Regions from separate parts of the Mus musculus genome. Here region 2 is linked to region 1. A link is a contact called in public promoter capture Hi-C data. All regions are on one chromosome and are shown on one strand. The core of a region is the stretch at or near the end of the contact, and the rest is flanking DNA. Distances in the headings are between cores, read along the strand shown.

The links. Capture Hi-C pulls out chosen DNA fragments and counts their contacts.
Region 2: a contact with region 1 is called in a promoter capture Hi-C map of liver. The contact joins two enhancer-like sites. A contact is called at or near these places in 4 of 39 promoter capture datasets (the C10 cell line, cranial neural crest, liver and 1 more), 13 of 115 datasets of contacts at active chromatin or transcription factors (bone marrow-derived macrophages, cardiomyocytes, embryonic forebrain and 7 more) and 3 of 9 other capture datasets (adipose tissue, embryonic stem cells and liver).

What each region holds. Positions count from the first base shown.
Region 1 is chr4:150,304,242-150,309,877 of GRCm38.p6, reverse strand. The region is part of intron 1 of Rere (arginine glutamic acid dipeptide (RE) repeats); the gene reads right to left. Among named protein-coding and RNA genes, the nearest start is that of Rere, 25 kb to the right of the region's middle. Within about 2 kb of position 2,512, at least 19 of the 459 cell types and tissues checked have an H3K27ac peak or open chromatin away from gene starts, as enhancers often do. A contact at or near this core is called in liver, where this site is marked.
Region 2 is chr4:150,569,259-150,575,383 of GRCm38.p6, reverse strand. Rere (arginine glutamic acid dipeptide (RE) repeats) reads right to left here. Exons shown (of 23, transcript NM_001085492.1): 12 at 5,088-5,168. Among named protein-coding and RNA genes, the nearest start is that of Slc45a1, 80 kb to the left of the region's middle. Within about 2 kb of position 2,738, at least 31 of the 459 cell types and tissues checked have an H3K27ac peak or open chromatin away from gene starts, as enhancers often do. A contact at or near this core is called in liver, where this site is marked.

The sequences.
Region 1 (5,636 bases), core at 1,263-3,762:
CCTCAAACTCAGAAATCTGCCTGCCTCTGCCTCCCAAGTGCTGGGATCAAAGGCGTGCGCCACCACCGCCCAGCAAAAGTTAACATTCCAAAACATTCCCAAAACCAGCTCTGAAAAGACAAAGAGGAAGGAGGTGAAAGGGAGGAAGGATCACTTCATTTTAATGGTCTAGAATACCTTCTGACACTCCTGACAGCTCCCCTTTATAAACTACCTGGGCTAACTCAATGTGTCTCTCTAGCTAAGGCAACAAAAACCAGCGGACATCAGAGTCAAGTGCTCGTAGCATCCAGTATAGTTCTGCAAGCTCAAGAGCATTACCCAAGGCCTTTCTCTACATCCATTCTAAATCTGGGGAACAGACCCAAGAAAAACTATGACCTCTTCAACAGCCTCTTCATCATTAATGTGAGGTGAACAGACATTTTTTCATACTACAACCTCACTGTTTGTAACGCCTTGAGAACCCACTACAGAGTGGATGGCATTTAACATACAGCTTTTGAATGAAGCATAAAGCGTAACAATGAGAAGCAGCTAAGCACAGCCAAAGCTGTTAATGGATTTCCATAACAGTAGACAGGCATCCACTGCCTTCCTTATTTCTGCTGCAGCCTATTTCACAGTTAGTATTAAACAGGTCTAGTTGAACACAATCAAACTAAATGCCAAATTCAGCATATTACTTATGCAATCATATAGTCTACAAACAGACCTTTTACATTAAAGAAATGACCATTATAAATGAGAAATTTACAGTTTAATACAGCTCTCCTCACTTTGTGGTGACCATCAACCATATTTTGTTGCATCCTCAAAACTGTAATTTTGCTACTGTTATGAATCATAATGTAAACATCTGATATGCAGAATGTCTGATATGTGACCCCTACAGAGGTTACAGCCCAGAGGCTGAGAAATATTAAATAGCAGATGCATTCACGATACAGCAATGTCCTGGCCCTTGCCTTTTCTCATTCTACTCCCAAGCTAAGAGATTTCAAAGATACAGAATGTATAAAACATTCTTAACAGAAAGGCATTTTCAACACTAATTCACTTTTCCTTGGGCTAGTTTTAACTGACAGTAAGACTTTCATTTCTCAGGATACAACAAATCACAAAATCCAAATCCAACCACTTTTGGCTGCCTCTATGCTACCAACCATCACCCTAACCCAAGGCCCCATCCTACTTCACCCAGATTACCACAAAGACCTCCAGAGCAGTCTCCTAGCTTCCACTCTTCACAGCAGCAATATAACTACACAGTGGCCAAAGAGCTCTTTTTAACCTAGAAGTGTGATCCTGGCAGCTGATGAAACCTTCTAATAGCTCCCCATTATGTGCAGAATGACAGCCAGAAGGATTAAAGTGGTCCACAGGGACCTCTGCCCTGGCCCTACCTCTTTTTCTCAGTCAGTACTACTGCTCTTTCTACCGCTCCTTGACCACAGCAGCAAGTTCCCACCTGGAGACATTAGCACTGATCTTCCCTCTGCCTGCAATGATCCATCCCCAGATCTCTGCACGATTCCTCAACCTGCTTAAGGTCTTCTCCAATGTCGCATCATCAAGAGCTGCCCTTAATAACCGACTCAGCCCACAGTCTGCACTGCTGCCTTCTCTCAGCAAGTACTGTTGCTTCATCTTATAATTTGTTTAATCTAAGGAGTGAAGCATAAATTTCCTTTTTCAAAATGAAATCTAGGCAAAGCAAATGCTATTTTATTTTATAAGCTATCCATCTTGAAGTGAGCCATAATAGACAAACAAACAAACATGCACACCTCCTATAAATAAACTTGCTGTATGGATTTCCTGTATTATCAATTTAAAATATGTGGAGGGGTTGTAAACAGATGAATTCTTGCTCATGTGTGTGCATGCTGAAACCAGAGATAAACATCAGGTGTTACTCTCCACTGCTCTCCTCCTTATTCTGTGAGAGGTCTCTTCATGAAATCCCAGCAAGCCTCCAGGATCTGCCTGCCTCTGCTCTCCTACTCATACACACACACACTCACTACTTCCCCCCCCCACACACACACACACACATGAAGAGCTGGAGTTAGAGGCAGGAGCTGCCATGCCACTTTCCAGTGGATGCTGGGAATCTTACCTCAGGCACTCACACTGGCTCATTATGCACTTTCAGGTATCTTTAAAAGTACTCCCAGGGGCTGATGAGATGGCTCGGTGGGTAAGAACACCCGACTGTTCTTCCGAAGGTCCAAAGTTCAAATCCCAGCAACCACATGGTGGCTCACAACCATCCGCAACAAGATCTGACTCCCTCTTCTGGAGTGTCTGAAAACAGCTACAGTGTACTTACATATATTAATAAATCTTTAAAAAAAAAAAAGTACTCCCAGTGCTCTCAAAGTTCACAGGCAGCAGTAGCTTCTCACCAGTGCAGCATGACAGGAAATGTCACAGGACAGGACTGGCACCATCAGAGAGCACCCTGAGAGGTGCCTGACCAAGGAAAGGTCATTAGATGAAAAGCCAGAACTGAGGCTTGGTGAGTAAACAACATAGAAAAGGAGCTGGAAGGGACTAGGGACATGCAGGTATTTGGAAAGAGAGACAAGAGAAAACAGAATCACATGAGATAGCTAAGACAATGTAAAATTGTAGTTTTGATCTGACTTTGCATAAATGACATTTCTAAAGGAGCATTGGTGATATGTCTCTAAGCCAATCTGTCCTTTCTTTCCTTCAGTCTCTGCTGTATGACCAACGGGAGTAGGGCAAAAAACTGAAACATACCACACAAGCACTCAAGACACCTGCTCAGCCATGTCCTGCCCCACTGCAAACTTAGCCACAAATCAGAAGGCTGGCTTTCCAGCCCCAAGTTCTGGCTGAGTCCTTACTCCATTCCCTCTCCCCCCATTCACTCAGATGCCAACAGAAATTGTTGCTGCGTTCCAATCCCTCTGATCTGGTCTGCCTAATTCACATCTCTGTTCCTGGTTGCAGGCTCTATTTGCTTGTCTCTGTAACTCTCCTGCCTCAGACTGACATGTGCTTGACTGTCCTAACCGGTTCTCCCAGTCTCCAGTTAAAAGCACTAGTATTCTTGCTAAGGTTGAAAGCTCAATTTCCAACACCCATAGGGTGGCTCACAACCATCTATAACTGTAGTCTCATGTAATTCACATGTAATTTGATGCCCTCTTTTGGTGCAGGCAAAATACCCATATACATAAAATACATAAACAAATCTTTAATTTAAAAAAGTATCAGCTGGGCTGTGGTGGCACACACCTTTAATCCCAGCACTCAGGAGGCAGAGAGAGGCAGAGAGAGGCAGAGGGAGGCAGAGAGAGGCAGATCTAGTTCCAGGACAGCCAGGAATACACAGTGAGACCCTGTCTTGAAAAACCATGAATTAATTAATTAATTAATGATTGATTGATTGATTATCTAAAACCAGTATGAAATTAAGCTGCATTTATATGTTAAGCAGCTATCAGCTGTCTCTGTCCTGGACAGCATTCAATGTTGCATTCCTGCAGCCCTTTCCTTTTCTGTTGTAAGGCCAAAGGTACTAACTTTTATTTTATTTTTTTTATAATCTGCTACATTCAGCATTAAATTTGAAAGGTACATAACCAATACCTGTAGCCTGAATGGTCCTGGACTGAAGACTAAACCAGACATCATTCAGTGTCCAGCTGTTTTTTTGTTTTTTAGAAACTACAGATGTCAGTACTGAATTTATGTGCTCCTCTGGCACAGGAGGCAAAGTATAATCCCAATAGTGCAGTGTAGCTAAAGGAAACCTCACTCAAGTGAAAACTTATAGGGAAAAAATGTTTTTGCTTTGCTTTTTTGAGACAGGGTCACATGTTGCCCAACTGGCCTCTAACTTGCTATGTAGCTAAGGATAATTTTAAATTCCTGATCCTCCTGCCTCACCATTACTTTACAGGCCCTTCTTCCTCTCACACTCTTAGTTTTTCGACACAGGGTTTCTCTGTGTAGCCCAAGCTGTCCTGGAACTCACTCTGAAGACCAGACTGGCCTCCATGGCCTCAGACTCAGAGACTGGCCTGCCTCTGTCTCCCAAGTGCTGGGATTAAAGGCGTGCGCCACCACCACTACCCAGTTTACAGACCCTTCTTATACTGACCACTCAAACCAAAAATTCTAAGCACTGACCTCTAATTCAAGAGGCCAGCAGGACTTTCTGTGAACAATGACGTTCCATGGCTACCACTGCTTTTTCAGTTACACCATAGGCAGGAGGTTAAAGTGCTCCACCATCAACTCTGTAAAAGGAGATTCCATGATGACTGTGCTGTGGCTTCAGTAGTAAATACATACACTGTTGCATCTAAGCAATCACCCGCCAGAAGACAACCGTCACCACACAGAGCAGAAAACCTCAGAGAGTAGGTGGTGCAACTCAGTGTCACTCAAGTTTTTGCTAAAGAAAGCATCTTGCATCTTCCTTCAGATACTGAGTGCAAACAGGTCAAACTCATCTGTCCTTTGCTTTAGCAACATTCAGGCCATCAGCGCTCCCTCTAGACATCAACTGCTTTTTAGTGGTGTCTTACACCAAGCATCTGCCTCAAAGTTAAGAGGGTCTGAAGAAGCTGTGAAGGGTGAGAACATAAAAAAGCAAGGATCTATTTTTATACAGGAGCATAAAGTGAACCACGATGGTGAGAAGCACAGTTAGGGACAGGGCCCGCAGTCATGACAGCTGCATCAAAAGCTAAAGAATCCCAAAGGCTCAGAGCTGAGCAGCTACAACACTGACAGCATGTGGTACTCTGTAAATGTTTTGCAGCCTTCACATTTCCATCCTCCACAGTCACTTGATCACCTCAAACGATGCCTTGGGTTTCAAAGTCACTCTCATATCAGCAAGGCTGGCAACCAGCATCCTGGAAACTTGTACAAACAAGATGTAGGCAAAAAAGGACTTGCAGGTGTGAGGAGTTTATGAGCACTCACACTCACTCTTCTAAAGAGTGATAGAATACGATCACTTAAATCAGAAGAGAGACACTACCCAAACATCCTAAAGTAAAAAGATGTACATGGACACCTCGTGAGAACCAGCAATTAACCAGGCAATTCCTCCCCAACTCAGGGCCATTCAAAGCAGTAAATAATTATTTAAATAAAATCAAATTTAAGCTGGGTAGTGGTGGCACACACTTTTTATCCTAGCATTTGGGTAGCAGAGGCAGATTGATCTCTGAGTTCTAGGCCAGCCTGGTCTACTGAATGAGTTCCAGGACAGCCAGGGCTACACAGAGAAACCCTGTCTCATATATATACATACACAGACAGACAGACAGATATATATATCTGTATATATACACACACACACACACACACACACACACACAATTAAGGATCCACTAGGTATTTGAATTACAAATAATCCTGACTCTTGACTCCCAGAAGGAAAAGGAACGAGGGGGGGGCTTCTGTGTTTCCTTTTTCAGGCTTGACTAGAATGGGGAGTCTGTATTCTCTCCGGAGCCATGTTGTAGTAAGGCAGGAGTACCTTGTTCTCCAGACTCTTGCTCTCCCCACCCTTACAGATAAGTCTACACTCAGACCCCAGGCTAAAAGGCTTTCTCCCCTGCCAATCTGAAGTCAGAGAA
Region 2 (6,125 bases), core at 1,489-3,988, 270 kb before region 1:
CTCACTCCTAGTATTTTAATCTACTAACCATATTTTATACATATGTTAAAGAAAGGCAAATGGGGAAAAAGGAAGGAAGAACTGGGTATCTGCACAGATGTAATTCTAAAAGGATCTGACTTGTTATTCTCTCGGGTGCCATGAGGTTAACACGTAATACCCACTCAACTAACCCTCTATAAACAGTTGGTTTTCCTAATCACAGCCACTATTCCCACTTCAGTGGGCAGCAGCATTCAGAGGAAAGCCAGACCTAGCCCCTGTATAACAAACTCCAGAAACCAAGTGTTAGGAAAGCTGATGTCCGTTGCACAGGCACTTTTATCAGACATAAAGGCCTGTAGTGAATGGGAGGAATGGGACTCCTACAGGAGCCTCCAAAGGTAAGGAGACCTGCTCCCACCCAGGGACTCCTGTAGGCTCTCCTCCACCTTTCCCGAGTAACTCAAGAGCAAGGACAGGTGACGGGGAGAACAGCTCCAGAGCAGAACCACTGTGTGCATGGTGTGGCGGCAACGGTGCAGAGCTCAGCGGGAAACACTTTTCTAGCATGATGACGACCAGGGTCTGATCCCTAGCAAGCACACATATGTGCACACAAAGACTTGTTTTCAACAGAATATAATAGATTGGGAAAATATTTTTATATACTCTTTATAGATATCACCTCATTTAAATTTTCACTCATGGTCTAAGAACTTGGAGTTATCACATGGTTTCACAGGAATCAAAAAACAAAAGTGTCCAGTAACCTGCCTGAAGCCCACAGCATGAGTGGCAGAGACAACAGCAGTCCATTGCAGCAACAGTTAAACAGTACTTTAGCCTTTTCATTTTTTTTTTCTTTAAAGCATTTTTAAAAAAATTATCTTTATTAGTTAGGCAGTGGTGGCACATATATTTAATCCCAGCAGTCAGTAGGATCTTGGTTAGCTTGAGGCCAGTCTGATCTACAGAGTGAGTTCCAGGACAGTCAGAGTTACACAGAGAAATGAGAAATGTGTCTCAAACAAAACAACCCCCCCCCAATAAAACCAAAACCAACCAACTAAACAGACAAAAAAAACAAAAAAACCCAAAACAAAAAAACCCTCCTATAGACGTGGTAGGTGTGTGTGTGTGTGTGTGTGTGTAAAATATTTTGAGGCTCAAGAAGTGGCTTACAGATTAAGAACACTTGCTACACTGGGCAGTGGTGGCGCACACCTTTAACCCCAGCACTTAGGAGGCAGAGGCAGGCGGATTTCTGAGTTCGAGGCCAGCCTGGTCTACAACAGAGTGAGTTCCAGGACAGCCAGGGCTACACAGAGAAATCCTGAAACCCTGTCTTGAAACAAAACAAAACAAAACAAACAAGAATACTTGCTGCTTGGGCGGATTTCTGAGTTCGAGGCCAGCCTGGTCTACAACAGAGTGAGTTCCAGGACAGCCAGGGCTACAGAGAGAAAGCCTGAAACCCTGTCTTGAAACAAAACAAAACAAAACAAACAAGAATACTTGCTGCTTGCTGTTTTTGTAGAGAACACAGTTTGATTACCAGCACCTACATGGTGGTTCGTAACTGTCTGTAATTCTAGTTCCAGGGGATCAAATGCCCCCTTCTGACCTCTGCAGGCATCCATGTGGTGCACAGACATACATACATGCAAAACACTCATACACATAAAATAATCTTTAAAAATATTTATTCTGAGGCTAGAGAGATGGCTCAGCAATTAAGAGCATTGACTGCTTTTCCAGAGGGCCCAGGATTAATTTCCAGCACCCACATTGTAGCTCATGACCATCTGCAACTGTAACTTTGTTCTAGAGGATCCACAGATACCCTCTTCTGACCTCCTCAGGCAAAACATCATATACATACAATAAAAGTAAAAAAAAAAAAAAAAAAAAAAAGCCGGGCGTGGTGGCGCACGCCTTTAATCCCAGCACTCGGGAGGCAGAAGCAGGTGGATCTCTTGAGTTCGAGGCCAGCCTGGTCTACAGAGTGAGTTCTAGGACAGCCAGGGCTACACAGAGAAACCCTGTCTCGAAAAACCAAAAAAAAAAAAAAAAAAAGTTAAAAAAAAAATCTCAATTTTATTTGTTTTATATATACGCCTGTATGCCGTGTGTGTGTGTGTGTGTGTGTGTGTGTGTGTGTGTGTGCTGAGAGGTCTAAAGAGAGTGCTAGATCTCCTGAGCTACAGTAACAAGAGATTTAGATGCCGGATGTAGGCGCTGTCAAGTGAGTCCTGTTCTTCTGTTAGGACAGGAAGTGCTCTTAAGCTATGAGCCATCTCTCCAGGGTCTCCCAGGCCCCAGCACCCCACTTTTTTTTAGGCTGAGAACATCTGTCTCATGCAAAGAAGCACCATTTCAGAAACAATAACTTCCCAGTAACCTGTCAAAATGTGATTTGAACTTCCCACAGCATCAAACTAAGCCAGAAAAAACCTTCAGAGAGATCAGGTGCTATAGATACCGGCCAGACCATCGATACAACACAGGTCTGCTGACCCCCCCAGAACCCAGTCATGCCCTTCTGATGTTTCAAATCTTCTGGGACTAGCAAAGAAAGAAGCCCGTAATACAATAGAAGAAAATGTGGCAAAGCATCTAGATTGTAAGAATTTTCTATAGAAAGTTTCATAACCATAAGGTTTTTATCAAGGAAGTTCTGGAACACTGGTACCTGCAAAGTCCCTCATCTTCTGCAACAGAATGAAGTGACCTTTGCCTCCTCCCTTAGTGGTCTGTAATGATTAGCCAGGCTCGGTAGATAGCTAAGGAAAATATAAGACAAGTGCCTCTCCCAGCTGACTAGAACAATTAAGAGATTCACCCAACTACCAAACTCCTCCCAAGCAAGGAGAAGGGAGTGGGACCTAATGACACTCAGCAGAAGTGGGAGAGGCCCTCCAGGGCTGCAGACCTCTCTGCTTCCTGTACTCTAGGGACTGTGCCCACACGAAACGGCTGGGAACTGGGAGGGAACGGTGTTAGAGAAGGCACAGGCATGGCAGGTGAGGGGAAGCATCCCTGGAATGACAGGGCTGCTCCGCAGCAGGAAAGGGCACAAGTTAACTGAATCAGACCCTGACGTGGGCAGCCAGGGTCAGGTGGGATTAGGACAGACTTTCTAGTTAGGAAACCAGGTAAGGAACACTGTGCTAGGTTAAAGGTCAGCCAGGCCTGCTTTCTGCTACTCTGCTGAATAAAACTGTCTTGCGTTTCCAAGGTTGTTAAGCAAGCACAAGACCCTGGATGGATTCCCAGCATCCCCAGCCCCCACCTCCATCTAAGATTTTGGTTTAATCCTCAATTGTACTACTTTTCTTTTTTCTTCCTTGCTTCCTCCCTTCCGGTCCTACAAAGCATCAAGATAAAAAGATTGTCCAGATTTCTTTTGTCAGATCTTTACGATTTACAACTTTCAGCAGATAAAAGAGACAGATAAGAGTCTAGAGCAGGAGGGTTGAGATAATTGCTAAGGGCTCAATCCCAGCACCAGTAACAAAAAAAAAAAAAAAAAAAAAAAAAAAAACAAAAAAAACAAAAAGAAAAAAAAACAAAACAAACAAACAAACAAACAAAAAGACCAACTGAGCTGATAGGCTAAAAATGAGCTATCAACTTGACACATCTCACTGACTTTTCTACTCAGCCCAAAGAAGGCTGCTACTTTTGAGTCAAGACACTCTTTTTTTATTTTGTTTTTTGTTTGTTTGTTTGTTTGTTTGTTTAGAGACAGGGTTTCTCTGTGTAGCCCTGGCTGTCCTGGAACTCACTCTGTAGACCAGGCTGGCCTCAAACTCAGAAATCCGCCTGCCTCTGCCTCCCAAGTGCTGGGATTAAAGGTGTGCGACACCACTGCCTAGCATTAAAGTATGTAACAAACTTAGAAAATATGAGATTCTCAGAACACTTAAGAGTTTTTACATCGCTGCTGCTGCTCTGCTCTCCATTACAAAGTCTCTTCAAAACCTGTTCTGGAAAGAGTAAGAAACAGGTTGTTTCCACAATATATCTTAATATCTATAGTTTGAGTCCTCTCAGTGGCCCATCTCCACACATTTAGATGCACAATGATGATTTAATCTTAACTTAGTTATCATTAACTGGAGAAATCTGTTTACTGGGATATACTTGGAATCTCAGAACCTTTCTCCCCAGTTATCAGGGTTCTACAGTCCAGAAACAAACTGTTCATTTTTAATAATAAGTAAGAGCATTAAACACCAAGAGGCAATCAGTAACCACCAACTGAGAAAACCTACCATCACTTTGGTAATGGATATTCTTCATTCACCCCTCTCTTCCTAAAAGCCAGACTAAATATCAATCCTAGCCCTCCTCCCCTCCTAGGTGGGAGGTACTTCCGGTCACTGGGTCAGACTGGAGGCTGCCAGCAGGGTGAGGTGGGTGGTCCACCCCACCTTCCTGGAGGCAAGCACCCACAGGTAACTGAGCTTGTACCCTTACAGTGTCACCTACCAAGGAAGTCTCCGCACACTCTCCCACAGCAAGTTCATCAAAAGCAATGGTCAGGTCAGCATTTGACCCTCAGCTTTTGAAACAGCAAAGGAATTTTTTTAAAGCCCCCATTAAGCAACTAATAAAAACCCTTTTCACTACAAAGTGAAAAAATTTAAAGCTGAGAGAGTAAAGATTTAAATGAATTTTCTCTAGAACACAACAACCTTAATTTAAACAAACGGAGGGGAAATCCCAGCAGAGTTCCATAAACCTCTCAGCTCTATCCTTCGGCTTAGACGATGACTTTTGACAATTACCAAATCCAAACTAGCGATAAAATGCCATTTCCCATTTCAGCCAGTGGATTTAAAATTAGATGTTAACTCTCTAGCGATCCTCCCCCTCCCAACTCTGTTCTTCCCGTTACAAGGCGTTCCTCAGAAGGATAAGCACAATATGTCACTCTGATATCTTAAAATCACCAGTGAAAAGTAAGAATCCGGGGCCAGCCTGGGTCAGGCACAGAGTGGGGTTAAAGGAACCATTTCCTAAGCCCAGATTCGAAGAAGCAGCAGGAGCAGAGCAAGGGAAAAAACAACCCAAGTTATATAAAGTCCAATTGTACTCACGGTTTCCTTACTGGGAAGCAGCTCCTTTCTGATTCTGAAGAAGTTCTTGCCGTATTGTCGGAGCCCCTTAACGAAGCGTTTCTGTGATAAAAAAGAAACAAGTGAGATGTAAAAACCAAAACCAAAACAGGATGTCAGCAAAGCAAAGATATCTGCAATCAGCAGAAAAGCAACCACAGAAAAGTCTGAGCTCGGGAATATTAGCCAGGCTGGAGGCTTTCAGCGGCACAGCTGGGACCTGCTGGCAGGGCAGGGCAGGGCAGGGCAGCCCCCGGCCTGCGGGGAACCACAAGCAGCGCCGCACGTTTCAGGGGGGAAAAGCAATCGGAGCCAAGGCGGCCTTCGGGAACCACAAGCTGCAGGAAGGAGCAAACAACAAACAGCCCGCGTTGCAATAAACCAACATAGCTGCTTTTCACCCGCGGAAGCAGATGCCTTCGCAGAAGTGTCTCGGGCCGATCTGGCCCTCTTCCCATCCCCTGACCGCGGAAGCCCACAAGGAGCCGGTAGTCCTGGAGCCGGGAGCCTCTGGGGTCGAGCCCCCGGCCCTCCCGGTCTGCCCGACCCCAAACAGACTTTCACTTTGCCCGGTTCCAGGAGCAGCTCCCACCTCCGATCCGAGGGAGACTCGCAGCTACAGGTAAAGAGGCCGCGCCCGTCCCCGGGCTCCACAAAGCGCAGGGCCAGGCGGCCGCGGGCTGCTTGGCGTGTGACCGCGGCGGGGCCGCGCGGGGCGCGGGGAGCGGAGGGCGCCGGGGGAGGAGGCTGGAGCGCGGCGAGCCCGGCGGCGGGCGGCTGCAAAAGGCGGCCTGGATCGCCGCCGCGGCCGCTCGGCTCCGCCCCGCCCGGCCCCGCAGGCGACCAAGCCCTCGACACGGCCTTCTCGGGGTCTTCCCTGAGAGCAGCAGGTCACCTCAACGGTGAAACTTGCTACCCGCCAGGGCCAGGCCGCATGCCCACAGTGAGGCAGCGAAACCCGCGCCGGTCCCTCCCGCCCGCCGTGGCCACTCCAGCCCGCGGCTGAGGCGTTTGCTCCCG